5 separate regions of the Mus musculus genome follow, and all the other regions are linked to region 1. A link is a contact called in public capture Hi-C and targeted proximity ligation data. All regions are on one chromosome and are shown on one strand. The core of a region is the stretch at or near the end of the contact, and the rest is flanking DNA. Distances in the headings are between cores, read along the strand shown.

Region 1 (4,869 bases), core at 1,570-4,069:
ATTATTATTTAAATAAAATTATTTTAAATAAAATTATTATTTAAATAATATTTTAAATAAAATTATTTAAATAAAAATATTTTATGTGTATTAGTGTTTTATCTGCAAGTATGTCTGTGCACCACATGCATGCAGTGCCCAGTGAGGCCAGAAATGGACATCTGATCTCTTGGGACTGAAGTTAAAGATACTTGTGAGCTGCGATGTGGGTGCTGGGAATTGAACCAGGGTCTCTTAACTTCTGAGCCATGTCTCCGGTCCCTGAAAGAAGTCTGTCTTTCTTTCTTTCTTTCTTTCTTTCTTTCTTTCTTTCTTTCTTTCTTTCTTTCTTTCTTTCTTTCTTTTTCCCCCTTTGGTTTTTTCGAGACAGGGTTTCTCTGAATAGCCCTTGCTGTCCTGGAACTCACTCTGTAGACCAGGCTGGCCTCCAACTCAGAAATCTGCCTGCCTCTGCCTCCCGAGTGCTGGGATTAAAAGGGTGCACCACCACGCCCAGCAAAAGAAGTATTTCTAAACAAAAATAAAAATCTGAAGTTGATCTCTGGTCTCCACTAGCAAGTGAATACACACAAACCCCCCACATGTGCACAAGTCCCCCTCCCATATACAGAACTACACAGACATATACACACAAAATAAATAAAAGACAGCTCTGACAGCACACACCAGGGGAGGGACGACAGCTGGGGAAGACCTGCCTTAATGGTCTGGAATGGCCATGGTCTCCTTGGCCTTACAGAATTGTCTTCTACAAAGATGGCGGCTATGGATGGCTGTCAAGAAGGCTGGAAAAGGCAGTAGAGCATGGTGGCCGAGTGTGCTCAGCTGCCTCAGTTTACCCTGCAGATCTGCTCCACTTCCCTGCAGTATATTAGGTGGTCATACTACTGCACTGCCAGGACCAGCAAAATTGGAAACAAGAGGAGATTAGAGATAGCATCTATTGCTTGGGCTCCTTTCTGACAAACTGCAAGGAGGGACTCAGGGGTCTGTTGAGGGCCCACAGTTGTCTGAGGTCCGTCCCCCGCCCCCCCCCCCCCCCCCGCCCTGCAGCTTCAGGTCCAGGGTTCTCTTCAGTTAGCCTGGGCATATAAAGGCTTTTCTCATAGTCTCCTCAATGGTGATGAGTAAGGTCTTCCCTCCGATATTAGTCTGTGAGTACAGCAGGAGGGGGTGTCTTTCCTAGACAGTCTCTCCACCCTGCTTAACTCACCAGCCTGAAGGGTACCAGCCACTCCTTGCTGAGGCCCTGAGAGCCTAAGGAGTCTACCAAAGATCACATCTGTGGACAGTCACTGCCAGACGATCTAAGCTGGACTCATTGCTCCTTCCTGACCCTGAGTCCCTGCAGCAGCCCAAGACAAGGGTTGTCTCCACTCCCACTCACAGCAACACATGCTGCTGGTCATATACTCCTTCTAGAATGTTCCTTTTGGCTTTTCCACATCAAGTTCCTTTCATGTCACTCTGACGCCCCTACTGGGTCTCTGGGATAACTATCTCTCCTCCCTGGTGCACAAGAATGGCAGCTTGCCTGTTTCTGTGGGCCCTTCTCGTGAACTACTGAGTCACCTTTCCCACAGAGTAACATTCCCTGTGTGCTCAGGAATGAGCCTATGTTCCAGTCTGTCATGGGCTCAGGTGTCTCTGCTCAGAAGACTTGAAAGGGACCTCCATAGTGTCCCTCTCCTGTCTTTTTCTCTCACCTGCCAGGGGATGAAGCCAAACCCTGAGACCACATCACCTGCTTCTCTGTATCATTTACTTCACAATGGCGCGACTTTCCACAGTCCCAAATCAAACAGCCACATCCTTCCAAGAGGTGTGCGGTGGGCAGATCCTCATCGGCCCTGATACAGTGCCCGCTGATCCAAATTCCTCACAGTGACTTACATACCCACTCAGACCACAGCTGCACTGCCCTCTGCCCTTCCCACCGTGTTGCTCGCCTGGCTTTTCCTCTGACTTGGAAAGGACAGCGGTTTTTTTTTTTTTTTTGGTTTGGAAGTTTGTTTGTTTGTTTGTTTTCTCACTCTTGACTCTGCAAGACTCATTGCAGTCCTTTTCACCTTTCTCGGCTTCCCAGCATGCCCCAAGGCTCCCCTCATTACTTCCCTTCACTATGGAAAAGCGTGTTTGAAGGAAGCTGTCCCAGACCCCCACAGCCCACCACTCCTTTTGTTTCACAGTTGGGTGACTAGATCTCATTCCATGGGCAAGAATTCCAAGGCTTGGAGAGCACGAGATTCCAAGCCTGGACTGTTTGACAGCGCCTTGTTCCAAGGTGAGCCTCTGCCTACTCTGCACAGGGGAGGGTCAGGTTTACACCAGTTCAAAGGAAAAAATGAATGTAAGAGCGCTCAGCACCACTCCTGCCAGGTGGAAAGTATTCAGTGTTACTGTTGCAACAGTGTTACTAGAGCAGGGGGAGGGGTCCCCCCTCCCAAGTCCTCCTAGATTCTAGCAGCAAGGAATCCTCTTGGGACACAGAGGTCACCCCCTGCCAGCATTGCAGCAGTAGGCTGTACTGAGCAGCGCCTGAGCTACTGAGCAATTCAAGCAGAACTCATCAAATGGCCTCCCTCAGTCCCTCCGAAGCTACCCAAATAAACTCAGCCTTAAAGTAAAAAAAAAAAAAAAACCAAAAAACAAAAAAAACCACCATTAGCTCTTTGGAAAGGTGTGCCTAAAGCCGAGCCCAACCCCCTCTTCCCATCAGATTACCACCCCCTGATTCCCCTGGAGAGGGCCTGGCATGAACCAGACTTGGCATGGTTCTGACCCTGGTCACCCTTAGCCCTACTAAGTTCTTTTGAGTCAGACACTGGATCCTGGGGCTTCCTAGCACGTTCTCACAGTATTGTCCAGATCCGGGACACCACAGCCTCCCCTTTCAGACCAGTGAGTAAGTCTAGCTCTTCTACAGCCTTGAGCAAATTCAAGACCCTTCCCCACCCCCCTGTCAACCCCTGCCCCAGGGCCCTGCTGGGCTTCTCCCCAGCCCCCTGAGCACTCAAGTAGCACTCCCTTCTCCGGCTGTTAGCCTGGGAAGGGGGCCAGGCCCTGAGCTCAGACCTTGGCGATTCCAGAGTGTCTGAGGCCCAGAGCCAGCGCCGCCAGCCAGGCCAGACGAGGGGAAGGGGGGAGGTGGCAGGGTGGGCACCAGGAAGCCCTCTAAGGAGCGGGGGGGGGGGGGGGAACATTGGCAGGGAAGCCAGGTTTCTAGCTTTGTTCTTTCTGCTCTTCTTCTTGAGGCCACAGGGTTCTCCCCGGCCAGTAAACCCTGGCCAGAAGGTGCTCTCTCCTGCTTAAATCCTTTCCTTCGAGAGAAGACAGGACCAGGAATAAGGACCCATGACTTCAGGGCTTCGAGAACCCCTACATGTACAAAGGCCAATGGGCAAAAGTTAACAGACCTCTGATCCTCCAAGCAAGGACCATCTGCCTCGGTTTCCCCATTTTGACCAGGTGGAAAAGTAGTTGGGCGGGGGAGGTGTGCACAGGCCTCTGCACCCCGCCCGGAGGAATCTGGCGGAGTCCCCAGGTGAGGATTCTTCTGGAAAGAACCCAGGTCGGTTCCTGCGCGGGGCGGGCACCTAGGGGGCTGCCCCCACTCCAACCGGCGCCCTCCCTGCCGCACATCGTCGCTTCTCCGGGCAGCAGCGAAAGACGCTTGAACCAGAAGGAAAAAGAGAGAGGAGAAAAAAAAATTGTCTCCCTGGCCCCGGGCCAGCGTCCCAGCCCCCCTCGCCGCCGGCGCGCTCCAGCCAGGGAAAACAACTGCTCACTTCTCCCTGCGTCCTCCCCGCGCGCTCCCTGCTTCCCGGCGGCCGCGGGAGAGGAGCCCGGCCAGGGGGAGGCGCGGAGCGGGCTGGCCGCCCGGCCTTCCTCTCCCCTCGCTCCTCCTCTCCGCCTCCACTTGCTCCGGCCTCCTCGCTGCGGCCTCAGTTCGGGGCCTGGCTGGGTTTCTCCCGGCCAGGGAAGTTTCTTCGCTCTACCCTCAGTGCAGCTTCCATCGCTCTCCCTCGCAACGGGGATCCCGGCCGCTCCTGCTGTCCCCTCCCTACCCTTGGCTTCTCGCCCCGCTCTGCCCTCTGCTACCAACACTCGATCCCCTGCTCGGGCTCGACCTCCAATCTCCGAGGGTCGTGCGGCCCCGGATGCCCGGGCCCCGAGGGGCTGCCCACGGCCTGGCCCCTGCGATGCGCCAGGCCGGGGCATTGGGGCTGCTGGCACTACTCCTGCTGGCGCTGCTGGGCCCCGGCGGCGGGGCCGAGGGTGGGCCGGCCGGCGAGCGGGGCACAGGCGGGGGCGGGGCGCTGGCCCGCGAACGCTTCAAGGTGGTCTTTGCGCCAGTGATCTGCAAGCGGACCTGTCTGAAGGGCCAGTGTCGGGACAGCTGTCAGCAGGGCTCCAACATGACGCTCATCGGAGAGAACGGCCACAGCACCGACACGCTCACCGGTTCTGGCTTCCGCGTGGGTGAGGGCCAGGGGGCTCTGGCTGGGGACATAAGGAAGGGCAGGCAACAGCACCAGGCAGGAAACAGAGTGGAGCATTGGGGATAAGAGATGGGGAGCTGGGATACATCGATCGCGGATCTGGGGCCAGGGCTCTGAGAGGCTGCGGTCCATGGAAGACAGAGTGAGGTGCTGGGCTTTTAAGTATTGGATAAGGGTTGAGGCTTAAGCTCGGGTCTCGGATGACACAGAACTCCTGGGAGGTGCTCAGTTTGAAGAGGGAGCGTACAAGGGGTTGGAGAGATGAGAGCAAGGGTAGGAATTCACGCAGAAGGGGGTAAATATTTCACCCCCCAAACAGAAATCTTTCAACTGTCTCAAGTTTGGCCTGGTGGAAGGAGACACCTGT
Region 2 (4,834 bases), core at 9-2,508, 320 kb after region 1:
CTGGGAATTGAACCTGAGTTCCTTGGAAGAGAAGCTAGTGCTCTTAATTGATGAGCAAGCAACCTCTTCAGCCCTCTTGGTCTCTCTGTAGTTCCAACTGTCCTAAAACCTTGTACTGGCAATGAGACTTTACAAAACAAAACAAAACAAAACAAAACAAAACAAAAACCCCACACTGGACTCTGCATTAAGGTTTCACATACTGAGATGATACCCATTTTGTTGAATTTACATAGGGTTCGTTGGACTGGAAGAAGAGAACTCCACACACATGGGTCTTCTCTGCTTTTTCACTACAAGGTAAGACCTCACCCCAGGAACATAGGGTGCTGCTGTTGGTACCTTCCCCAGGGGCAGGACAATACTAACCCTCCTACATCTTAGAACTTCGAAACCCACTGGAAAGTCCAAAGCCTCTATTGTTCAACTCACCTCTGGGAGGCTGCCAACCACTAGGAGTGGGGTAATGTTTATGTTTTGGTGGCTCTGGGATTTTGGTAGGGGGGAGCAGGCGCTCCACAAATTGGTATTCATCCACAGACTCCACAAAGCCGGGGTTATCAGGAGGCCCCTGGGTCTGGCTCTAAGGCAAAACAAACCATCTTTCCTTTAGTTTAATTAACACAGGAGAACTTTAGCTTAAAAAAAAAAGCATGAGTAAAAACTTGAACTGAGAAAAGCACCAGACTTGGATATTTTAGTGTGCATGATACCGGGGGTGGGGGTGGGAGTGACCTGAAAGAAAATTCTCAGTCAGAATCCCAAGACCTCTCCAGGACTCAAATGGCAAACGTGCATAATCCGGAAAAGCCGATTAAGCATACGACTGACCTATACAGTACTCTTCAGTATTTGTCTTTGAACATGTTTTTGAAACTCTTTAACTCCGAAATGACATGCTTGATCGATCAGGCACCGAGCGGGGACATACAGCTGCTCTCGGTCTTACCCAACTCTTGGGATGCGGCAGCCACATTCCCAAACCCAGACTCTCCAAGCGCAGTCCAGGCTCTGCACCTGCCCTCTCCACCCTCAATCTACCCTCCATAAAATGAAGCGGAGTACATAGCAAATCTAAGGCCTCGTGAGGGAATACGAAGTTCAGGGTGGTCATGAGCAACAGTGAGGCTCACACACAGCCTTCTGTCCACCGGGCTCTTACCAGCTTCCGTCGCCCGTAGCTCCGACCGAGGCAGCTCCTCCAGTCCTGCAAAGCGGCTCGCAACACCGCTGCTGCCATCTTGGCGCCTCAACTGAGTGTCATATGCGCGCGCAGCCGGGCTCGCCCCGCCTCCCTCTGCGCGCGCAGGCCACAAGGACCGAACGCCTGCGTACAGCGTAAGGGGCGGGCTGGGACGGCGGTGGGCGGTACAAACCACCAGCGATCCGCGCGGTCGCGCTGCAGTGACGTCACACGCAGCAGGCGGTGAGGACGTGCGCGCCCCCACTTCTTCCTCTTTCTTGACTCCATCTTCGCGGTAGCAGCAGCGGCGTCCGCGGGCTAGGTGAGACACGGGGGACTGCTGGGCCAGGAGCGCTCGGTAGCCAGCGGTCTACGGGCTCAGAGGGTGCGGGGAAGGCAAAGTACAAGGGCGGTTCTGCGGCCTTCGCTCCGTCTCCATCCGGGTCCCCGGCGAGCCTGGCCTTCCGCATGGGAGACCGCGCAATCCCCCGCCTTGATTACCGTACCGCGACCTTTCTCCTGGGCTGCTCCCTATCATCACTCACAAGCCTTTCTTCCTTCAGTAGCCAACATGCAGCTCTTTGTCCGCGCCCAGGAACTACACACCCTCGAGGTGACCGGCCAGGAGACGGTCGCCCAGATCAAAGTAAGTATGTACTGATCCCTGATTCCTAACTGCACTCCTTTACCTCCAGGCCCACGGGGAAAGTTTGTCTACTTATAAACATTGCTCCTTTTTTTCCTTAAGGATCATGTGGCCTCCCTGGAAGGCATTGCCCCCGAAGATCAAGTCGTGCTTCTGGCAGGCTCGCCGCTGGAGGATGAGGCCACCCTAGGCCAGTGTGGCGTAGAGGCCCTGACCACTCTGGAAGTAGCAGGCCGCATGCTGGGAGGTGAGTGCTTTTTTTCAGAGCTAATGGAATGTCTGTAGGTAAACCATGTGATAGGTCCTTTCTCTGATAGTATACTTGTGCCTTCTAGGGACTTTAGATCGTAGTGATAGTTAAGTCTGGTTTTCAGTATCCCCACTAAAACCTGGTGGTAGGGAGGCAGTGACGCAATCGGATCACTGTGAATTCCAGGCCAACCAGGGCTACACAGAGGAGCTCTGTCTAGGAAAAAAGCAAAAGGAAAGTAATAATAATTAAAGTCTTGTTATTAGGTTCTCAGTGTGCTCCTCCTGTCTTTGCTCTGTGTGTAGAATGTTAGCTAAGAGTATGGATTGGTTTTTAGAGTCCTTGCCTTAGTATCTGTCAGCTCTCAGCACTGCACAAACTGGTTGTGACTTGAAGTGGAAGACAAGACGTGGACAGCTATGTTGTGACCCTGTCTCTAAGCCTGTGCAACTTTCATTCTTTGTTGGGCCCAACTTGTCATTAAAAAGCTCAAGAGTTGAGGGAGGAAGAGTTGCTCTGGGCGTGACCTTGCTACTTAACCTGATCCCTTTCCCCACCCCTAACACAGGTAAAGTTCACGGTTCCCTGGCTCGGGCTGGAAAAGTGAGAGGTCAGACTCCCAAGGTGAGTGATTGGTGTTTGGACTTTGTTTCTTTCTATCACAGCCAAGTGAAGGCCTTTGGATTTCCCGTCTGTGTTCTCTTATGGAGAGAAGCTGGTGGGCAGGCATGGGAGAGGTCACCCAGGGTCTGATCAGTCCTTCCTTTCCTCAGGTGGCCAAACAGGAAAAGAAGAAGAAGAAGACAGGCCGGGCCAAGAGGCGAATGCAGTACAACCGGCGCTTTGTCAATGTTGTGCCCACCTTTGGGAAGAAGAAGGGCCCCAATGCCAATTCCTAAGTCCTATTGCCACCCTGCCATGCTAATAAAGCCACTGTGTCCAGACTTCTTATGTTTTCTTCATTTGTAAGGCTGTGACTAGAGGCTAGCAAAGTGCCTTGGTCTCAAGTAGGAAAAAAAGGGGGGGGGCAGTGGTGGGGCACGCCTTTAATCCCAGCACTTGGGAGGCTGAGGCAGGTGGATTTATGAGTTGGAGGCCAGCCTGGTCTACAAAGTGAGTTCCAGGACAGCCAGGGCTACACAGAGAAGCCCTGTCTTGAAAAACAAAACAAAAAAACAAGGAATCCTTAGAAGATCACAGAGGATGTGTTTACTGAAAGGATAGCTGAGCCGAAATACAGAAATGTGACAAGTGGTATTGGAAAGGTACAGATTCTATGGGCTCTGCCAGACAGCTTTTGGGTTTGTGTTGGTTCACTTTCCATTATGACGGCACTAGTGTTTTTGTTACAGGCATGCCCTATAGATGATCCACTAAGGCAGATCACCCATCTACCCCTCTATAGACCTCATAATGCTTAACAATACAAACTAAATTTCAACACAACTTGAGGGAAAACATTGTTTTTTTTTTTTTGTTTGTTTTTTAAGATTTATTTATTTATTATATGTAAGTACACTGTAGCTGTCCTCAGACACTCCAGAAGGAGTCAGATCTCATTACAGATGGTTGTGAGCCACCATGTGGTTTCTGGGATTTGAACTCGGGACCTTTGGAAGAGCAATCGGGTGCTCTTACCCACTGAGCCATCTCACCAGCCCACATTGTTGGTTTTTAAAAGAGATTTATTTATTATATGTAAGTACACTGTAGCTGACTTCAGACACCTCAGAAGAGGGCATCAGATCTCATTATGGATGGTTGTGAGCCACCATGTGGTTACTGGGATTTGAACTCAGGACCTCTGGAAGTAGTCAGTGCTCTTAACTGCTAAGCCATCTTTCCAGCCCCTCGTTATCGTTTTGTTGTTTTTTGTTTGTTTGTTTGTTTGATTCAGGGTCTCACATAGGCCCAGGCTGGCCTCAATTTGATATGCTTACGTGTTACGTATTTTGAGCTCCAGATTTGTTAAACATGTCGGGTTTATTCATTTATTTTTGTCTGTTATTATTATCAATAATATTTTTTCGAGACAGGGTTTCTCTGTGTAGCCCTGGCTGTCCTGGAACTCACTCTGTAGACCAGGCTGGCCTCGTAACTCAAAAATCCGCCTGCCTCAGCCTCCCAAGTGCTGGGATTAAAGGCGTGCGCCACCACTGTCCGGCCTGTTGTTATTATTTTGTTGGCCTTTTCTTTTTTCAAGATAGAGCATGACTATGTAGCTGTATCCTGGAAAGCACTGACTACAGGAACTCACAGAAATCAGACTACCTTTGCCAACGCTGGGATTAAAAGCGTATGCCACTACGCCCTGCTAAGACCCTGGTGTGTTGTTTGGTGGTGGTGGTGGTTAGTTTTGTTATTTAAAAGGTAGTTTATTTTTGTACAATTTGGTACAACCATAAAGAACAAACTGGGATTAGCGACATGATTTTCCCAAATTCGGCGAGCAAACCTGTTCCTTTGGAAGAGTTTGGACGACTTCTGCGCTTGCTCAAAGAAGTACTGGAGACACGAAAGTTACCGAGAAGTTTCGGAAATGTGCGGAAAGGAGGCCACGCCCGCCAACCACCCCCACACATAAAGGCGGAAATAACCAAAGAAGCGCCGGAAGTGGCGGAGCTGATACGGGACAGGCGGCACCAGTTTCCATGGAGCCCGCTGGGCTCTGCGGCTTCTGCCCGGCCGGGGAAGCGCTGCCTGCGCGCTACACCTGCCCGCGCTGCAATGCTCCCTACTGCTCGCTGCGCTGCTA
Region 3 (4,585 bases), core at 608-3,107, 340 kb before region 1:
ACTCTCCACTTTGCTCAGAGGCAGGGGAAAGTTGGCCCAGCCCCCTAGGTGATGTCTCCTCCCCACGCTTTGCTCTTCCATCTTGTGGCAGGCTCGAAGGTCTTCTGAGAGGTTGGCTACTGACTTGTGCCTGGACTTGCACTGGGGGGCTGCTGGAGGGAGGAGCAGGGGTCGATGGCCCATGGCCATAGAGGAACTTGACTGAAACAGAGCCTGGCCATCTATGATGAAGCTCTCCCAGGCCCACTGGAAAGGGAAGGAAGGCTTTCGAGAAGGTGGACTGAAGAGACTGCAGGAGGAAGAGGAGAGAAGTCAGAATGAGGGTCCTCCTAGTCCCCAGTGCACCTTCCAGTCCCTCCCCAGCAACTTACTCCTCTGCCTCAGCTGAGCCACGGCCTTTCTTGTTCCGCCTCCGGGCCTTTCGCTCTTTCTTTGTTGTCTGCCCTGCGCTGTAAGATCTTTGTAGCTGGCAGCTCTGACTCTGGAGACTGTCACCACTCCCAAGGCACCTCTGGGCAGGGACAGGGAAGAGGGGAGCTCTGACTAGCCTCCCATATGGTGCTTCCTCTTCAGGTTCACCTCCCAGGGGCTTCCTCTCTGTCTAGACTGTGCTGTGGCTGCCTATAACCTTCTCTGATCATTCACTACCTCTTCTGTTAAGACAGCACAAGCTGGACTGGAGAGATGGCTCAGTGGGTAAAAGCACCCGACTGCTCTTCCAAAGGTCCGGAGTTCAAATCCCACCAACCACATGGTGGCTCACAACCATCTGTAATGAGATCTGACGCCCTCTTCTGGAGTGTCTGAAGACAGCTACAATGTACTTACATATAATAAATATTAAATATTTAAAAATAATATAATAAATATTAAAATATTTATAAATATTATTAGTTTTTGTTGTCTTGTTGAGATGGTGTCTTGTGTAGCTGAGGACGGTCTCAAGCTCACTGTATAGCTGAAGATAGCTTTGTTTTGAGATGGTGCTTTTCTGTGGAGCCCTAACTGTCCTGGAACTCACTCTGTAGACTCGGCCTCCAACTCAGAGGCCAACCTGCCTGGGATTAAAGTTATGTGCCACCATGGCTTGGCTGATGATAGCTTTGAACTACTGATCCTCCTGCCTCTGTGTCCCAAGTGTTGGGATGACAGGCTGCACCAGCATGCCTGGTTTGGACTTCTTTAAATTTTAGAAAAATATCGGGGTGTGATGACACACAGCTGTAACCCCAGATACGCAGGAAGCAGAGAGGGGAGGACTGTGAGCTCCAGGACAGCCCAGATCAGGTAATTTGGTAGGAGACTGCCCAACAAGCCATCCACTGCTGGCACCCCAAAACACCAAGCCACACCACCCACAACAAAAGCTCACATTTTTCTGGATGTCACCCAGGGCTCTGGACTTAGTGCTGAGGAAGTGACAAGTTCCTTAGTGGAAGGAAGGAAGGAAGGAAGGAAGGAAGGAAGGAAGGGTTTTTATTTCCCTAAACTCCTTTCCTCCCTGCAGTGTTCCCAAACTGCTCCATCTGTCCTCTGTGGTCCTTGTCCCAGGCATTCCCAACTGTTACCAGGACCTGAGCTCCAGTCTTACGTTTCCTCAAGAGCCTTAGCCAGGGCTGACCTCTTCTGGCCTAAGATGCCAATGGGCGGTTGAAGCTCCCCAACTGGGCCTGCCTCCCTCACCTGGTCCTCCGGAGAGATGCTTGATAGAAGTCTGAACAGCCCTGTAGATGTCCCTGGAACCAAGGGCTCTGTACTCTGCCTTGGTCTCTCCGATAAGGCCCTAACCAACAGTTGGTCAGTGTTTAGCATATTGGCATGTTGCCCTCTCCCACCCCTACCTGCCAGCTCTGGAACTGCCCTCTCTGCCATCTCCATGACAACCAGGCTGTGACCGGTCTGAATGATTCCAGCAAAAAGTACTCGGTAGCGATCAGCCAGAGTTCTGCTGGTCTCCTTTACGAGACTGTGTTCAACAGCGCCCAGAACTGCCTTGGGCCTTGCCTCTGCCCCTGCAACCTGACCTGGTATAAGCTCCCTACTTCTCTAGGCCTATGTTTATCCATCTGCTTTTGAAGGGATATCAGAACTTGTCACCTCAAAGGGCCCTCAGGTCCTGTGAAAATGCCCCATTGCTGCACAAGGCAGGCCATGGCCTTCTGGCCGCAGGATACTGTGTCCCTCAGAGAGGCAGCAAGCCCCTCAACCTGAGAATGACAGAACTTCAGCCATACTTGTTTCCTGAGCCTAATGGTGTATATTTATACATTGACTGGCTTTGTTTTGAGCATTTTGTTTTGCTTATTTTAGACAGTGTCTCACATGTAGCCTAAAAAAATTAAAAATTAAAAAATAAAACAAAAACAAAAACAAAACATGCTGGGCAGTGGTGGCACACACCTTTAATCCCAGCACTCGGGAGGCAGAGGCAGGCAGATTTCTGAGTTCGAGGCCAGCCTGGTCTGCAGAGTAAGTTCCAGGACAGCCAGGGCTACACAGAGAAACCCTGACTCAAAAAATCAAAAACCAACACAAAAACATGTAGCCTAGCTAGCTGGCCTGAAAGTCACTGTATAGGCCAGGCCGTCCTTGAACATACCGTCCTCTGCTTTTCCTCTGCTTCAAGAGAGCACTGGGATTAAAGGCGTGCGCCACCACACCCAGCTGGCATGTACATATTTTAAACCTCTCTAGCCATGTAAGGGCCCATTGGATCTGAGAACTCCTGGTTCACTTCATAATTGGGGGAGCACATGATGAGTGGTTGGAAGTTGCCACTGAGCCACTAGGCTTAAAGGGAAGAAGAACATAGGATTACCGAATAGCCGCTGGGCAAAATACAATTTTAAATTTCAATTAAAATAAAAATTTCAAATACAATAAAGTTCAAAATATGATTTAATTTTCAATTAAAAGAATAAGCCTGGGTCTGGAGAGATGGCTTAGCAGTTGAGAACACTGACTGTTCTTCCAGAGATCCTGAGTTCAATTCCCAGAAATTACATGGTGGCTCACTACCATCCATAATGGGATCGGATGCCCTCTTCTGGTGTGTCTGAGGACAGCTGCAGTATATATATGAAAGAAAGGAAGGAAGAGAGAAAGAAAAGAAAAAAGAATAAGCCTGTCATTTTACTGTTTCTATTGCTACAATAAAACACCATGACCAAACAGCAAGTTGGGTGGGGGAAGAGTTTGCTTGGATACATAGTTCATCATCCAAGAAATTCGGGATAGGAACTCAAGCAGGCCAGGAACCTGATGGCAGGAGCTGATGCAGAGTCCATAGAGGTGCTGTTTATTGTGTTGCTCCCCATGACTTGTTCTGCTTCTTTCTTATAGAACCCAGGCCCACCTGCCAAGGGATGACCCCAGCCACAATGGGCTGGGCATTCCCACATCAGTCATTAAGACTAAAGGCTTGCTACAGCCTGATCTGACACAGGCATTTTCTCAACGGAGGTTTCCTCTTCTCAGATGATTTTAGTTTGTGTCAAGTCACTATAAAGCTTTGTGGCATGCCTGTATTGTTAGTATTCTTCAGTGAGACATGCTAAGTAAGGCGTAGAGATATATAGGACAGGAAACTTATTCATGGAATTAACTTATGTAACGAGGATGGCTCAGATGCCCCACAATAGATCATCTGCCTGCAAGATAGAGATACCAGCAGCAGTGGGGCTTCAGAAAAAGTTGAAAAACTTAGAGCCAGGGAACTCCTCTTATAACTTATAGTTCATGGTCAAAAGCCTGAGAACCAGAGCTCCCTGGGGCAAAGGCCAGAGACGCTTGAGTTCTTTTAATTTGTTTGTTTGTTTGTTTGTTTGTTTGTTTTTCGAGACAGGGTTTCTCTGTGTAGCCCTGGCTGTCCTGGAACTCACTCTGTAGACCAGGCTGGCCTCGAACTCAGAAAAATTTTATTGTGTGTGTATCTGGGGGATGGGGGGACACCAACATGCCACCGCATATATCTGGAGGTCAGAAGACAGCAAAACTCTAGGAGTCCTTCCTGAGGATTGAACTCAAGCCATCAGGCCTGACGGCAAGTGCCTTTACCTGCTAAGCCAACCACCTTGCCACCCAGGAGCCTGGAATTCTGGTGGCAGCAGAAGTTAGCAGAGCTCCTGAAAAGTCCTGTTTTCTTCCTGTGTCTACCCCAGCTGCTCCAGCTGCGTGGATGATGCCCATCAGCTGCCGGGGCCCATCTCCCTGCTTAGTTCACTAAGACTCGTGGTCTAGCTTCTGGAAGCATCTGTGCTCTATTGACTACTTAGTCTGGTGACGTTGACACCCAGAATTAACCATCATAGAAATTATTCTATTTGTTAAAGGCAAGGTCTTATGTTTTGAACACTGGCCTCAAGCTATATGTAGCAAAGGATGGATTTGAACTCTTCAGCGCCTGTCTCCACCTCTCATATATTGGAATTACAGGCAGAAGTTTCCAACCCATTGCACTTTTGCCTGAGACAGGTTTGTTTGTTGTTTAGGGTTTTTTGTTGTTTGTTTTCAAGAGAGGGCCTTACTCTGTAGCCCTGGCTGTCCTAGAACTCACTCTGTAGACTAGGTAGGCCCTCCAACTCAC
Region 4 (4,314 bases), core at 1,476-3,975, 420 kb after region 1:
TCTCCAAATTCATGTTTCAAACACCAAACCTTCAGTTAGATAGTGTCACATGGCTGTAGTTGTACCAACTTCAGGAGGCCAGCCTGGGCTACATAGTAAGACCCTCCCTCAAAAAGAAAAGGAGGAAGAGGAAGAAGAGGAGGAGGAGGAGGACAGTGACAATGACAAACAGTAGTAGCAGCAGCAGCAGCTGCCACCACCAAACATGGTAACTCACTAGGCAGAGGCATTACGTTAAGGCCAGCCTGATGCACATAGAGTCCTAAGCCAGCCAGGGCTACCTAGTGAGACCCTGACCTAGATAACAAGAACACAAAGCTCTGCCAAACGATAGAACTTGGTGCTACACACCTGGAATCTCAGTGCTCTGGAGGCTAAGTCCAAAGCATCTCTGAAAGTTTAAGGCTAGCCTGGGCTACACAATGAGACCCTGGCAACCCTTAACAAGAGCTCAACCTGCTGTTGTCTTGCTTTGGGGCTTTTCTGCCTCTAGAGCTATGGGGAATAAGCACTGTGTAAGCCATCCAGGCTATTGTGTTGGTGTGAGGTGATGAGGTCCCTGGCTGAGCGAGGGGTCAGGGCGTGTAGTCTCACTGGTCTGGAAGTCCATCCACCTCTCAGGGAAGCTTGCAGGGCCATTTAAGGTTAAACATTACCCTGTACCCATCCCCGCCCGCCACTCCCTCTCCCTTCTGAAGATCAAGCCATAAACACCCCCCTTTCCTCTTCCTCTGGAGATGTGGTCTCCCAGGAGGAGGCGCCCCTGTAGACTGTCCAGTTCTCCTGGAAGCCCCTGGTCTAGGAAGTCAAGGAGTCTAGTTAGAACTGCAGGCTGAAGCAGGGACACTGGGCCCTAGTCTTCTCAATAGGTGTTTTTTGGGGTGACGTCATACCCAAGCTTCCTCCAGATTGTTCCCCTGTGGAGTTCACAGACAGGCTTAATGAGCCCCTCAGGTGCTGCATCCAGCCAGCGCCCTACCCTACCCGATGTCTGGGAGACAAAAATAATTCCAAGAAATGGGTAGCCTAGGTCAACCCATTTCAGCCCCTGCCCCCAGGGCTCTCAGAAGCAAGGTGATAGGGTCCTGCTGGCACGTCCAATCTCATCGACCCAACAGTTTCAATTATGAATATGTCAGCGATCCTAGAATCCAGATCCACTGCAAGTCTCAAAGAGAAGATGCACCAGGCTGGGCAGTGCTTTCTAATAGGGAAGGGCTCTCTTCATCCTGTTCCTCCCCTTCAAACAGCTCTGTGGACTAGGAATGACTTTATCATCCACAGCAAAGGGATCACACACAGAAGGTATGGATGATAAATTTGGTGGGCAGAGCACCAGGGCTCATCTCTTAAGGCTCAAGCTGGCTTCAGGACCAGTTCTAGAGATGGCAAAAGATTCCTGTGTTGCATAACTCTGGTCATTACAGACATCACGACATGGCAGACACTACTAATCAATTGCAGTCTTTTTATTTTTATTTACTTTACTTATTTATTAAGAGACACCGTCTCTTCTAACCCAGGCTAGACCCCAATTCTGTGTAGCCATAAACTGCCTTGTCCTTCTGGTCCTCTTGCCTCCATTTCCCAAGGATTATAGGCATCTGCCACTGTGCCCAGATTTAGCACTTTTTGTTTTTTAAATATAAACTTGGACATAAAGATTCCTTTAAAAGTTTTATTTTGTGGGCTTGAGAGATGACTCAGCGATTAAGAGCACTGGCTATTCTTCCAGAAGATCCAGGTTCAGTTTCTAGCGCCTACATTTTTGCTTATAAATATCTGAAACTCTAGTTCCAGGGGCTCCAGTGCCCTCTTTTGGCCTCTGAGGACACGGGGCATATATGTAGGGCAGAGACATACATGCAAGCAAAACACTGGTATGCATAAATTAAATTTAAAAAGTTTAAATTCTTCATCATCAGTGGGACAGGGTCTCATCATTTAGCCCTGGTTGTCCTGTAACTTACTCTGTAGACCAGGCTGGCCTTTAACTCAGATACCTGCTGGGCTCTGCCTCTGAGTCCTGAGATTTGGAGGTTCGTGCAGTCACGAGCACTATCACGCCAGCTCTGATTGTTGATTTTTTGCATGAGTCCAACATCGGTCTCAGAGAGTTTGGAGTGGTCGTGTTGTCACAGTTCTTTTGTTATGCCTGGGAACTTTTATATTTTGAGAATTTTTAGTTCTTACTATGTAGCCCAGGTTGGCTTCAAACTCATGAATGATTCTCCTGCCTCTGCTTCTCCAGTGCAAGTACCACACCAGGCACACCCAGCCGCAGGCCTGGAAATTTGCTCCACCCTACCCATACCCTTCATAGATAAGGAAACCAAAGTTCAGAGAAGGTGAATCACCTTCTCAAAGCTGCACAGCTCCAGTGTGGACTGTGAACCTGGACTTTCTCAGAGACTATGGGGGCTCCTTCACGCACCCCACCCCAACCCCGCTTTTCCTCTAGGTTCTGTCCCTGGCATCCTGCCAGCCCTCTCCAGGATACGGTCTTGTTAACTGCTCCCATCTACCCTCCACCATCCTTCTTCTAGAGAAGGGGCCTAACCGGAAGGCTGCTCTTGTTAGGAAGTTCCACCCACGTGAGTGAGCGTGAGCGAGCAAGAGCCAGGGATTCTGGGCAGCCCATGGTTTTAGGAGAAACTGAAACTGGGTGTGCTAGGGGCGGAGTGGCCACTGGGGATTTAAAGAGCCACCACTTCCTTGGGCCTCCATAGGTCACTGGGAGGGGACAGCTGCTGAGGGGACATCCAGGACCAGACTGAACCTCTTTTCCCCTTGCCTAAGCCATGCAACTCTGTGGGAGTAGCGAGCTGCTGACTGAGACAGTGAGTACAGGGGACTAGGAAAGAAACGCTATGGAGAGAGACAAGGAAGGCTGCAGTAAGGTCACCATGATCTGTGTGACCTGGGAACTGGGCTGCACACTCCCATCTCACGGTTTAGTTCCTCCTGGGCACTGGAATGACTTCCTGGCGCTCACACTGCAGACCAGTCTCCAGCTTTGAACTTGGACCCTGCATGCGTGCGTACTGCTTCCTCGCAATCCATTTGCTCTCACCTTGCAGCGTTTCCCAGATCCTTCCCTTCTCTCTCTAGTCTCCCAAATCACAGCTGCCTTCTTTCCTCGCTGACTCTGTCTTTCTCCAGCCTCTATTCTGGTCTGAAGTTTGCCCTGAGGAGGATATAGCCACAATCCAAGGGACATGCAGAGTCCTCAGCCAGAGTGGCTGGAGTCTTGCCTGAGGTGGAGTGACAGAGACAGGGTCCCGCTCTAGGCATTTGACTTCAAGTTCCATTTAAGTTTTGTGGTCCCCGGGGTTGGAGGGCTCAGAGCTCTCAGGAGCAGTCCTCTCTGCCCAATGGAATCTCCATCAGTTCTAGGCAGCCGCCCCACTGCCCTGTGAGTGAGCATGGAGTCTTGTAGATCTCTTCTGTGCCAGGTAGGTGACATTCCTGCTTTGAGGAAAGATCTCGTGTATCCCAGGCTGGCTTCAAACTCACTATGTAGCCAAGTCTGGCCTGAACTAATCCTTCCATTACATCTTGCCATTTTGCCTAATTTTATTTGTTTGTTTTGTCTCCTCTTCCTACTCCTCCTTTTTCTTCTTCTTTTTCCCACTTCTGTGCCCTTCTAGTTTTGTGCCTGGTGCATAGTAGATGTTTAATAAATGTTTGTTGAAGGGATGGGGAGATAGCATAGTCAGTGAAGTACTTGTCTCGGAAGCCTAAAGACCTGAGCTTGGTCCCTAGCATCCATAAAGCACCTGGTTAGGTGGCAAGCACCTGTAAGCCCAGCCCTGGGAGAGGGGCGCTTGCTGACCAGGCAGCCCAGTCTTACTGGTGAGTCCCAGACCAGTGAGAGACTATATCTCACAAACAAACAACAAACAAACAAACAAACTAGGTGGGGGCCAGTTAGGAATGCTCACTGCTCTTGGAGAGGACCCGAGATTGGTTCCCAACACCTTCACGGGGCAGCTCACAACCAAATCACCTGTAACTCCAGCTCCAGGGGACTTAACACCTGCTTCTGGTTTCCAAGGGTACAGACACTCACATGCATACACAGGTCACCACATATACACACAACTTAAATTAAAAGAAGGCAGATGGCTTCTGAACATGAATGATACTTAAGGCTGTCCTCCTACAGTGTACACACACACACACACACACACACACACACACACACACACACAGAGGAAATTAAATGTTGTTTCAGTAAGTGAGTGCCAGCCCCTTTAGACTGAGTTGAGGACAGGCACATGGGATCATATCAGACCCTGACCCTGCTGCCTT
Region 5 (4,345 bases), core at 1,320-3,819, 390 kb after region 1:
AAAAAAGAGAGGAGCTACAATGTCTCATACCCATGAAGACAGAGTTAGCAGTGGGGTTGGGCACTCTGGAAGAACAGAATTGGCCCGAGACAGAAGTAACACTTAGTTTTTGCTATTATGCTTATGGGAGTTTTACAGTAAGGTTGTACAGTTTAGAATCAACAGTTTTCAAAACATCCTTTCCATTTTTTTTTTCTAGATCTCAGCAAACCAGACATGATTAAGATGCCCATTTAAAATCTAAGGATGGGGACAGGAGGGGTGGCTCGGTAGTTAAGAGCATGACCTGATCTTCCAAGCACTACATTCAGTGCCCAGAACAGTACCCACATTATGTGGCTCATAATCGTTTGTAATTCTGGCTCCAGGGGATCAGATCTGATGCACCTTCCTCTGACCTCAACAGGCATCCACACGCAGTTGTGCTACACATTCACACAGACACGTACATCAGCCAGAAACAAGGAGAGATGATTCAGCAGGTAAAAGCACTCGCTGCTGTAGCCAAGGACCTGGGTTTGGTTCCCAGCACTGAGATGGCAGATAGAAATAATTTCTAAGTCCAATTCCAGGAGATTCAAGACCTCTTTTGACCTTTGATCTCACCAGGCTTGTATTTGGTACATAAACATACATACAGGCAAAATATTCATACATATAAAATTAAATAAATCTGGAGCTGGATCGATGGCTCAGGTTAAGAGCACTGGCTGCTTTCTAGAGGACAGAAGTTCTATTCCCAGCACCAACGTGAGGGCACACAAGCGCTTGTAATTCCAATCAATAGGGATCTACCACCCTCTTCTGGCCTCCTTTGGTATTGCATGGAGAGTGCACAGATGTTTTTGTTTTTTAAAAAAACAACTACGTTTTAAATCTTTAAGTAAATAAGCCAGGAGGGGTAGTACACATTTTTAATCCCTAGGGATGCTGCACTGGGGAGGCAGAGGCAAATGGATCTCTGTTTGAGCCTGGTCTACAACACAAGTCCCAGGACAACCAGGGCTACAGGGAAAAAACATGCCTCGAAATAAATAAAGAAAAAAATTAAGTAAATAAATCTATAAAATAAAAAAAGGATCATCTTGTAGGGTGCTGTGGCAAGAGAGAGACATGGAGAGAGAGAGAGAGAGAATGAGAGAGAGAGAGAATGAGAATGAGAGAGAGAGAGAGAGTTCTCTAAAATGTGGGAGGCCATGAGTTCAACCCTAGCACTGGAAAAAAAAAACAACTCTATGCATGTGTAAGGCATGTGACTAGATCTAAAAGGCTAACAGGAAGACATAAGGGTTCTGAATGCCTTGTCATCCTTTCTACCCTCCGGCATCTTCCTAGAGACAATTATTATATTTGTATTTTTTGGCATGAAAAAGTAAACCCCCGGAACACTCTTGACGTATCTAAGACTCTGACTTAGATTGCTTTGGGAGCGACTTGTATGTGTTTGCTTCCTTTTAACAGTCGACAAGCCACTAATCAAACAGTTGCCAAGTTGAAAAAAATTTAAGTACAAGAAAATATATAGTCAGTCTTTCCGCAGCAACCCGGTTTCTCCCATTGGAGACCTCCATAGTTACCTTGGGTAAAATTCTAAAAGCATTCTTTCATGCTGATGTTTCTACGAGCTCATTCTAAGTTTTATTGTTACAAACACCAATTTCAGCTTATTGACTTCCTTATCTGTTAAGACCAGTCTTTTTTTTTTTTTGCGTGAGTTTTTAAAACCACACAAATTATATATATATAATATATAAATAGTATAATAAAATTATATGTGTATATGTGTATATACACACACACATACATTTAAACTTTTAAAGAGCTTTTTTTATAGTTGGTCCTGGTGGTGCACGCCTTTAATCATAGCACTTGGGAGGCAGATGCAGGAGGGTCTCGGTGACTTCCGGGCCAGTCTAGTTTACATCGTGAGTTCGCAAAAGCCAGGGCTGTCTCAAAAAAAGAAAAGATAGATAAATAAAAAGGTGGTGGTGGGGCTTTTACGGATCAAGCAGGGAAAATTACCAAAAGTTACTCTAAGCGATTAGAGAAGGAATATTTAGGTTAATCCGGAGTTTTCTTGCTTTGAGAAATTCGTAGACCGCATCTAGACATCACCAACAACAGAGAGGGGGTACCGGGCCAAGCGCAGAGCCAAGCTCCACAGACTTTAAAAAATGACCCTTAGCCCCGCCCCAGGAGGTGAGGCGCCTTAAATCTTCTGTCTCAGGCGCCTCTTAAAGGGGAAATCTATTTGTGTAGGCCAAACCGCGACCTCCTTGAAGCTCTTTGCCTTTAAGGTACAGCACGGATCCGGAGCTGCTTAAAAGGGTAATGCTCCCCCGCTGGGTCCCACCTCACCTGAGCGGTTACTTTGTACTCTGTGTAACCCTTGGGGTGGGTCCTAGGGTCCGAGACTGTGTAGTGTCGCAGGAAGTCATCCTTCGCTTGGCGCGACATGACAGCGGAGCCGGTCGCCGGCTCCTCCTCCTGCACGTCGCCCCCGCTCCCCGCGTGTTGAGCCTACTGCCACTGCCAGGATCCGGCCTGCGCCCTTCTTCAGGCCCAGGGACCTAGTCGCAAGTGACACAACCGTTCTTGGCTTGGGGGCGTGGCTAAGGGAGTGTCTGACAAGTTCTAGGTCATTGGTAAAGCGGAGTTCTAGGTAGAGACTAAGGATTGGTTGTTTGGGAGAGGATTTACCAGCTGGCATCCTGGCATGTGATTGAACCCACTTCCCCCTAACGTAAACCCTCCTTACAGACCTCCGAAACGTTTCTTTATTTATCTTCTTTACACTCATCCAGCCTCTTATTTATGAATTATTTTAAGCTAAGATCTCTGCTGTGTTGACCAACTTCTGGGCTTAAAATATTCTCCTACCTAAGCCTCCTGAGTATCTGGAACTTCAGGTGCTTGGCATAGGGTCTAACCCATGCAACTTTTATTGTGTTCAAAATGTGCCTAGCAGAGCCAAGTTCCCTGCCTCCCTGTGCGGATTGGGGGGTGGGGGGAACGACACACACTGACATTTTCTGATGCTGAAAAAACTGGATAGTGACAGAGGCTCTGAAATCACAACACTTACACGTATTTGAATTCCCCTTAACTGCTTCAAATTTGGGGAGGTTGGACGTTGAGATGATCTCATGTAGCCCAGTTTGGCCTCAGACTCTCTATGTAGTTGAGGCTGGCCTTGGATTTCTGACCCTCCAATTTCCATCTCCCAAATGCTGAAATCCTTGGTAAGCATTACATTTCCCTCTTGTAACTGCATGCATCTAGTTTTTCATCTATGGAAAGTGGTACCTGACACAGTATCTTCTGTAACAGATCAGATCAAGAGGCATGCTGGCACAACACAGGGATAGCGAAAACCCAACACCAATTGATCAAGGCCAAATTGGTGTGGAAGATTATCACTAAACATAGATTGCAGCACATCCCACCACTACCAGAAATCCCATCTTCAAATAGGAAAGAGTGGATAAAAGAACCATTAAGGGTTGGAGAGATGGCTCAGCGGTTGTGAGCACTGACTGCTCTTCCAAAGGTTCTGAGTTCAAGTCCCAGCAACCACATGGTGGCTCACAGCCATTCATAATGAGGTATGACGCCCTCTTCTGGGGTGTCTGAAGACAGCTACAGTGTGCTGTAAATATAATACATGTAAATATGTAAATATAATAAATAAATAAATCATTAAAAAAAAGAACCATTAAAAAATCTGAGGTGAGATGGCTCAGCAGTTAAGAGCACTGACTGCTCTTCCAAAGGTCCTGAGTTCAAATCCCAGCACCCACATGGTGGCTCACAACCATCTGTAATGAGATCTGACTCCCTTTTCTGGGGTGTCTGAAGACAGCAACAGTGTACTTACATATAATAAATAAATAGATCTTTTTTTTTTTTTAATCTGAGATGTTGGCTGCGGTGGTACATCACACTTTTAGTCCCAGCACTAAGGAGGCAGAGGCAGGTGAATCTCTGTTTTGAGGGCGAAAACAAACAAACAAACAAACAAGAAAATAAACCATTTGTTATAGTTTGTATATGCTCAGCCCAGGGAGTGGTACTATTGGAAGGTTTGGCCCTGTTGGAGTAGGTGTGTGGGTGTGGGCTTTGAGACTCTCCTCATTCTAGCTGCCTTAGAAGTCAGTCTTCCACCAGCTGCCTTCAGATGAAGATGTAGATCTCTCAGCTTCTCCTGTACCATGTCTGCCTGGATACTGCCATGCTACTTCCTTGATAATACTGGGCTGAACCTCTGAACCTGTAAGCCTGATCAAATTAAATGATGTCCTTTATAAGGGTTGCCTTGGTCATGGTGTCTTCTAGGAAGTGTTTT

Evidence for each region. Capture Hi-C pulls out chosen DNA fragments and counts their contacts.
Region 2: a contact with region 1 is called in a targeted proximity ligation map of pancreatic cancer cells. A contact is called at or near these places in 3 of 39 promoter capture datasets (hippocampal neurons, liver and neural stem cells), 7 of 484 Hi-C or Micro-C datasets (CD8 T cells, Sertoli cells, Th1 cells and 3 more), 13 of 130 datasets of targeted methods (cardiomyocytes, effector CD8 T cells, embryonic forebrain and 10 more) and 3 of 9 other capture datasets (adipose tissue, macrophages and pancreatic islet).
Region 3: a contact with region 1 is called in a capture Hi-C map of embryonic stem cells, with 2.1 times the contacts expected there. A contact is called at or near these places in 5 of 39 promoter capture datasets (cranial neural crest, hematopoietic stem and progenitor cells, liver and 2 more), 3 of 130 datasets of targeted methods (double positive thymocytes and embryonic stem cells) and 3 of 9 other capture datasets (adipose tissue, embryonic stem cells and liver).
Region 4: a contact with region 1 is called in a capture Hi-C map of embryonic stem cells, with 2.5 times the contacts expected there. A contact is called at or near these places in 2 of 130 datasets of targeted methods (bone marrow-derived macrophages and neural tube) and 2 of 9 other capture datasets (embryonic stem cells and liver).
Region 5: a contact with region 1 is called in a targeted proximity ligation map of pancreatic cancer cells. A contact is called at or near these places in 5 of 39 promoter capture datasets (embryonic stem cells, liver and stem cell-derived epiblast-like cells), 25 of 484 Hi-C or Micro-C datasets (B cells, the Ba/F3 cell line, the C2C12 cell line and 15 more), 13 of 130 datasets of targeted methods (the SCID.adh cell line, astrocytes, embryonic hindbrain and 7 more) and 4 of 9 other capture datasets (adipose tissue, embryonic stem cells, liver and 1 more).

Annotation. Positions count from the first base shown.
Region 1 is chr19:5,738,081-5,742,949 of GRCm38.p6, forward strand. It overlaps Ltbp3 (latent transforming growth factor beta binding protein 3), which reads left to right and starts at 2,820. Exons shown (of 28, transcript NM_008520.3): 1 at 2,820-2,905; 2 at 3,255-4,482. The coding sequence starts at 4,161.
Region 2 is chr19:6,056,497-6,061,330 of GRCm38.p6, forward strand. Mrpl49 (mitochondrial ribosomal protein L49) reads right to left here and starts at 1,259. Exons shown (of 4, transcript NM_026246.4): 1 at 1,163-1,259; 2 at 433-583. The coding sequence starts at 1,240. It overlaps Fau (Finkel-Biskis-Reilly murine sarcoma virus (FBR-MuSV) ubiquitously expressed (fox derived)), which reads left to right and starts at 1,451. Exons shown (of 5, transcript NM_007990.4): 1 at 1,451-1,505; 2 at 1,747-1,829; 3 at 1,932-2,076; 4 at 2,648-2,703; 5 at 2,853-3,028. The coding sequence starts at 1,755. The coding sequence ends at 2,978. Znhit2 (zinc finger, HIT domain containing 2) reads left to right here and starts at 4,711. Exons shown (of 1, transcript NM_013859.2): 1 at 4,711-4,834. The coding sequence starts at 4,731.
Region 3 is chr19:5,400,649-5,405,233 of GRCm38.p6, forward strand. It overlaps Tsga10ip (testis specific 10 interacting protein), which reads right to left and starts at 1,858. Exons shown (of 8, transcript NM_001373978.1): 1 at 1,684-1,858; 2 at 372-511; 3 at 1-289. The coding sequence starts at 1,812.
Region 4 is chr19:6,161,714-6,166,027 of GRCm38.p6, forward strand. Batf2 (basic leucine zipper transcription factor, ATF-like 2) reads left to right here and starts at 2,726. Exons shown (of 3, transcript NM_028967.2): 1 at 2,726-2,840. The coding sequence starts at 2,802.
Region 5 is chr19:6,125,691-6,130,035 of GRCm38.p6, forward strand. Snx15 (sorting nexin 15) reads right to left here and starts at 2,570. Exons shown (of 8, transcript NM_026912.2): 1 at 2,359-2,570. The coding sequence starts at 2,457.